2 separate regions of the Mus musculus genome follow, and region 2 is linked to region 1. Evidence: chromatin contacts called from public promoter capture Hi-C data. All regions are on one chromosome and are shown on one strand. Each heading gives the region's core, a stretch centred on a gene start, on an enhancer-like site or on the middle of the called end of the contact. The rest is flanking DNA. Distances are from core to core; before and after follow the strand shown. Region 1 overlaps Csmd1 (CUB and Sushi multiple domains 1). Region 2 holds the start of Csmd1 (CUB and Sushi multiple domains 1).

Region 1 (3,377 bases), core at 513-3,012:
CTGGATACATAGCCTATTCTTTTCTCAATAGCAATATAAGAAAGTGGTTACTTGAAAAAAATAGATTTCTTTCAGTGTTGAACTGATCAAAACATATCAGCTCAGATATTGGGTTATACTTGCTAAATGTCCTATGATTTCCTGACATATTTGCTTTCTGCCATTTATCATCTACTGTTGAGATTACAAAAAATCACTTTGAACATTTTAGAAATGGACTATTCTTTTTATAATGCCTACATTTGCGATGACTACAAATAAACATAGGACTTTGGATGTGTATGTATAGTGCATACACATGTGCTATGGAATTTTTTCTTGTAGGTCACACAATGTATCAGATAAAGCCTGGAATGCATGTGAAGATAATGAATAGGTTATGAGAGGGACACTAGAAAGTCATAAGGCAAATATGCACCAAGGCTTCTGAATAAGCATCTTTTGAGTTTTTTCAAGTATTCATCCAATATTCATCCATTTTGTTTTGTATTTATTCCCTTTATATCCTGATTGCAGCCCCCCTTCTTCCTCTCATCCCAATCCCCTCCTCAGAAAGCCCTTCCCCCCACCTATCACTCCCCTTCTCCTCTGAGAAGGGGAAGGCCCCCACTGGGTACCAACCCACCCTGCCACATCAAGTCACTTCAGCACTGGGCACATTCTCTCCCATTCATGCTGGACAAGGCAGCCCGCTTTGGGGAACAGGATCCACAGACAGGTAACAGAGTCAGGGACAATTCCTCCTCCAGTTGTTGGAGAACCCGAATAAAAACCAAACTGCACATCTGCTACATATGTGCAGGGGGCCTAGATCCTGCACGTGTAAGGCATTCTTTTGTTAAATCATAGCTGTATTCTTTAAATCAGTTAAGCAGATCTAGATGTTCTGTAGAATATTCCTGTTTATCATTAATCTACTTGTACTGCCTAGGAAGAATTTGGTAGGCATCATACTGATAGACCTGCCAATGTTTTTAAATGTCCAGACAACACATTGTTGCTTCTAAATTGACCACTAGAAGATGCAATAGGTCTTCACATATTTTTTTCTCTATGTTCAAGTCTTTCTAAGTAGACACGGCTGTCAAAAACACATCATTTGCCCCCAAACACTGTGGACACATATCCTGTGTTTCTCTAGGGAATAGTTGCATCATGGATATGAGCATCAGTCTTGGCTATGAGCCCTTGGCAGCTGACAGTGTAACTCCATAACTTTAGTATCCATCCTTGTATTCAGTCTCTCCACCTCCACTCTGAGTTCAAGGCCTTAAATTAAATTGTTTGTAACAATAGCAGCAAATGTGCATCTCAGAATTTAATGTGGGAAACTCGCAACCTAGTGATGTGATTGATTGGTTAATATATTTGAGCCTGAAATATACCCACATGACATACTACTTCCTCCCCCAAAATACTGAGAAACTGTTATGTAATTACAAGCACCATGGAAACTTGCCTTCATTGCAGATTTGATGCCCAAATATAGATGAGCAAAGCCTTCCAATTCAGAATGCTTAGATAGGGCTTGTTACCTAGGCAACAATGTATTGGAAATAAGATGTCTGCATTCACTCATATTTCTTTTCCAAAATTTACCTTTTAGGTTGCTTTAGAATATGGATTCTGAAGCTGAATACCTAATTTTCAGAAAAAATAGGATAATTATGACAATTTTGAGATCCATCAGCTTGAAATAAACCCTAAAAGCACAGAGTAGATTCTCTCAGACTAGAAGTCTCGCCATTCGAGCTTCCCATTGAATCTTAGAAAATGTGCTCGTAATTGAGACCAAACATGGGGCAGTACAATTAGCAACCTCACCCTTGAGAGTCTAGAAGTGGGAAAGTAGAATTTTTAACATCCTATGTTTAAGCAACTGAGACTGTGCTGAGCAACAAGCTGGAGGCTTGAGGGGAGGGGTAACTGGGAGCCTGAGCAAGGGATGGAGAAAGGTAGGTTGGCCTTAGAGATTGGATTGAGCTTTCTGTTGTCAAAGCTCCCATTGTATATGTCCCGTTTCCTTCTGACCTCCTTTCTCATCCAAAGAAACCAATGACATCGTTGCCAGAAAGAGTTTGTTCCACCCTGTCCACCACTGCCCTCTGTGAAGTACGAATGCCTTGTCATCTTTTCTTAACACAGATTGCATGGGCTTCCCAAGCATCCCCATCCAAGTTCTGTAGGTGTCTAGGTTGAGGCTAACAGCCTCCTGTGTCATGAAAGAAAGAATTTGTGAAAGAGGATAGATGTCATGGGTTTTTCTGTAACCACTGACTTATTTAAAATGATCAGTGACATAAATCCATGGGAGATCCTGAGATTTTGTAGTGACTTGAATTTTTCATATTGGAGCCCCTACTGACATTGATTAAAAACTTCTTAAAGTCTGTTGTGAACCAGGCATGAAACTGTGTAAGCATAATTGAGATGGGTGTCCATTTTTGTATCTCAATATGCTTGGCCACCACTGCTCTACCAGTGAGCTGAGTTGTAAGCTTAGATTTTTTCAAAACCTAATTTAATAAGGGTTCTCAAATGCTTTGATGTCCCCCCTTTTGCCCACTGTCCAAAGGTATGTGATTAAAAAAATGGGTAATAGAACAATGGGGAGATGGACCCTTTTAGGAACAGTTCTTTGGGGTGTTTTCAGTCTTTGTTGTCAGGATATCAGCAGTCCAGTTCAGCAGTGTCAGGAAGCAAACAGTTCAGTTCAGTTGTATTACCAAACACAAATCAGCAGTGGTCGCATGATCCAGCATCTACAGCCAGGCCTTCATGGAGTTGGCACCAGTCATTGGGAGCATCCAGAACCAGCCAGAATATCAGGAGAAGTTCTCGGCTATGCCTCTCTCAACAAAGCAAACATCAGCTAAGGTGCAGAGACCAAAGAAGCATTGCACAGCCCAGCAATGCAAGTGCTACAACCCTGTTTGTTGGGTCCTACTTGTACTTTCTCCAAACATTACATGTCCTCTCATGGTTCTGCTTCAGCAAAATATGCCATGAATCTGCTTTAGGAAAGCATCACATGACACAACCAGAAATTTCCACTTCAGTCTGACCATGAATTACATGCATATAAACTTACTAGAGGGGGTATGTCATGATGCCAGCCCTTGAAAAGTAAATATACATTGGCGGGGGAAATCTATGCAGTTTAGAAAATTCCTGCTCTTGCAGATGACCCAAATTCAGTTTCTAGCACCCCTGTGTCTGTCACATGACAGTCCCTACAGCTTTAGATCCAGAGTGTCCTAATATCTCTGAAGACACCTACATTCGTGTGCACACATAAATGCACACTTAAAAATGACTGTGTAATCATTGTTTACAATATAGATTACACTAAAATTAGAATTAATTTTCAAGTTGGG
Region 2 (3,171 bases), core at 543-3,042, 570 kb before region 1:
ATTCGGACCCTAATAACATGGCTCCATCTGGGAGCCCCCCCCCACACCCCCCCTCCCCCCGACAAAGAAGTGAGATTTGGAAATGGTTTTTAATGGCAGAAATCCTTCTTGGTGACATGAGTCATTAGGAGTGGCATTCAGAAGACAGGACACCGTTTCTCATGGAGGTCTTCAGCTATGCTGCTTCTGTAGATCAATGGGTCCTAAGGAGGAGCAGCGGATGAGCTATCGGATCTCCTAATAGGTCTTGTTGTTGTTGTTCACTTGCTGGAGTGTAAATAACACCTGGGGGAATGACTTAAAATCACACTGTAGGTGACCCCTTCCACTCCCTGTCACACTGAAGCACACAGGGCATCATTCTCAATCCATTGCTTTAGAGAGATAGCCTGGAATTTTCTCCCCTAGGGATAAGGGAAGAGCAATGGGAGGATACTTTCAAACAAACAAAACAAAAAAACTTCAGATCAGTTCCAAGAGAGCCTGGGGGAAACCTGCAGGAGAACAGAGCCCAGGGTTTTTTTTTTTTTTTTTTTTTTCTGGGGAGCTCCAATCTCCAGGAGAAGGATTCTAGGCTGGATAAAGTCTCTGGTTACTCTTGGAAGGTAAGGTACAGCCGGTGACTCTACATTTTTGGAGTCACTCTCATGCCCTCACGTCATCCGTGGGCTTCAGGGAGCAAGAAAGCTCTAGAACACTAAACTTGAGTGGCACACCGTGACTCTGCCCCTAACAGTGGGCACAATGCTGGTGCGATGATGTGGCCATCAGCCTGCCTCCACACACCATCCTCATTCCTTGGTGTGAACAACTCACAGTCAGCATGGGATGAATGTTCCCATGCTGGGGGCCTGAGATGTCCATCCCTGGCCCCTTCCATCCTATCCTCTAGAACTCCCGAATCCTTTCTAAGAATGGAGCATCTGTGAACTCTAGCCTTCACCTGGTTTGGATTTTTTCAATTAACCTACAGCCTTTTTCTAGTAGTTTACTCTGTGTGCACTCACTGGCTGCAGTAGACCTGCTTTTAGGAACTTCCTTCTGATCCCTCTTGCAGGAATGCTGGATGTGATGCTGGGGTTCACTACACTTTTGTCAATTCTCCTGCTCTCACAACCAGAACAGGGTGGCAGCCCAGTTGGGTTGTTTAGATTCATTTTGTTTCCCACATAGAGCTGGGCTTGCAATGAGGGTAACACTAACAGGACTAAACAGGAGCAGAACAGGAACCTGTCAGAGGCTCATCATAGTTGCAGACAGTCACCTTTTCAAAGGTAATTTATAATTTCTTTTAAAAGCACCATTTTGCTCCCAGTTTCAGTCACAGCTGGGCCCATTCTCTTCCCCCACCTGCATTTCTTTCCTAACTTAGGCAGAGGTCTTCTTCTGGTCAGTAGAGAAAGAGAAGGATGGAGGCTGGCCTCTGCCTGCCCCCACAGAGCCCTCGGGCTCGCTCGCGTGGCCAATTGTATGGTTTTTCCCCGGTGCGCAGCGTGGGCTTCTCCCACTTGAGCGCCCAACAAGTCTCCGTGCTCCAGCCTGCGCGCAGCCGCGCCAGAGACTGAACGCTGCGCTGCCTGCGGGAGCACTAGCAGGGGCCTGAAAGCCCGAGGCCAGGCTGAGTCCCGGACTGCGCGGTGCCAGCCTCCTTCCCCTCTCGGTGGGTAGGATGGTTGAGTCCAGCCACCACGGCAGCGGCTCCTTGCGCCTCTAGCAGCCTGTCTTCGGCGCTCGCTCCCCGCCTTCCTCCCGCTCCAGCCCTGCTCCCCCCTCCCCCCGCGCCCCTCCCGCACCTCCCACTCGCTGGCTCTCTCTCCAGCTGCCTCCGCTCCAGGTTGCTCCCGGTTGCGCGCGCTCCTCTCCCGCCTCGCCCCCTCCCGCAGCCTCGCCGCCTTGGTGCCTTCCTGCCCGGCTCGGCCGGCGCTCGTCCCCGGCCCCGGCAGCCCCGGGGCTGCGCTCGCTCAGAGCATCTTCAGCCCCGCAGTGGCTCGGACCCGATGCTACGGGAGCGGAGCGAGCCGGGCGCGCAGAGCTGCGGGAGGCGTCAGATGCGCGGCCGGGCTGGGGACCCGGAGCTCTTGCCAGCTCGCCTTGCCCTTTGGTGATTACCGGACTCTGTTTAGAGCCCGGTTGTTCCTCGGAGGAGACCGGCGCATCCGAGAGGAGCCATCCGTGTCGTGTGCGTGTGGAATATCTGCAGACATGACTGCGTGGAGGAAATTCAAGTCGCTGCTCCTGCCTCTGGTGCTGGCGGTTCTGTGCGCGGGGCTCCTCACTGCAGCTAAGGGTAAGACAGGCTAGCTCGGTACCGGGGAGACGGCCGAACCCTCGGAGGCCCGGTTTGCGAACGCGAGTGTCTGATCTGAGGATTGTAAGGGACCAAGCGGCAGGCACCGACCGGGTGGCTGTCCACCAGCGACGCTAGGGAACGCAGCGCCCGATACCGAGCTTCCATCGCGTTCTTCCCACCCCTCATCTGCCCCCGCCCCACCCCCGCCCTTCCTTCCCCCTCACTTGGGCTTAAACGACATTTCTCTCTGTGCTGTGTACTGTGGGTTGTCAAGGAGAAGAGAGCCCGACACGAGTTGGGCAGAGAACTGCGCCTTGGCTCCTGGCGCTTGGTGGGCTTGGCGGGTCGCAGGCTGGGGTAGTTCCCACGACTTCTCCCCGGACCCAGCGCACCTGGGAAACATACTGGGCACCGTCAGCCTGGCAAGTTCAAGCTCGCCGGGCTCCTGTGCCATCAGAGAGAGCTCCTAGCTGAGTGGTGTTCCCATAGCCTTACACCTCCTCTCACCCCATTCCTATGCTTCCCCTCCAAGGTACTCAAACTAGCTGTCTCTGGGATGTCGCCTCCTCTTTCCTTCCCTGGACTTTGCTTTTTTGCAAGTTGTGATATCTGGCAAGGTGGGTGAAGCCAGTGGGGAGTTCTGGTCAGGTTTCCCTAGCAGATCAATTCTCTGTGGGTGCAGAGGCAACCCCTGTCAAAGTCTGATCAACCAAAGGAAAGGGCTATTTCTGTATGGTTCCTGGGGCTTTTTTGTCTCAGAGAATTTGGCTTTCTCCTTGAAAGGAGTTAGGGGATGTTTTCTCCTAAGTCTCTACAAGCTGCAACCTTCGGGCTGGTAACAGCTCCTGTGCGCTAGGTTTAGTCTATGGGAAGGAGGAGGA

The links. Promoter capture Hi-C pulls out the DNA fragments that hold promoters and counts their contacts.
Region 2: a promoter capture Hi-C map of hippocampal neurons shows a contact between it and region 1, with 4 times the contacts expected there. The contact joins the promoter of Csmd1 here to the enhancer-like site in region 1. A contact is called at or near these places in 2 of 39 promoter capture datasets (the HPC-7 cell line and hippocampal neurons), 3 of 484 Hi-C or Micro-C datasets (cortical neurons and forebrain) and 4 of 115 datasets of contacts at active chromatin or transcription factors (VIP interneurons, embryonic midbrain, forebrain and 1 more).

The regions. Positions count from the first base shown.
Region 1 is chr8:16,963,981-16,967,357 of GRCm38.p6, reverse strand. All of the region lies in intron 3 of Csmd1 (CUB and Sushi multiple domains 1), which reads left to right. Among named protein-coding and RNA genes, the nearest start is that of Gm39136, 320 kb to the left of the region's middle. Within about 2 kb of position 1,762, at least 18 of the 459 cell types and tissues checked have an H3K27ac peak or open chromatin away from gene starts, as enhancers often do. A contact at or near this core is called in VIP interneurons, cortical neurons, forebrain and 1 more, where this site is marked.
Region 2 is chr8:17,534,006-17,537,176 of GRCm38.p6, reverse strand. It overlaps Csmd1 (CUB and Sushi multiple domains 1), which reads left to right and starts at 1,792. Exons shown (of 70, transcript NM_053171.2): 1 at 1,792-2,287. The coding sequence starts at 2,203.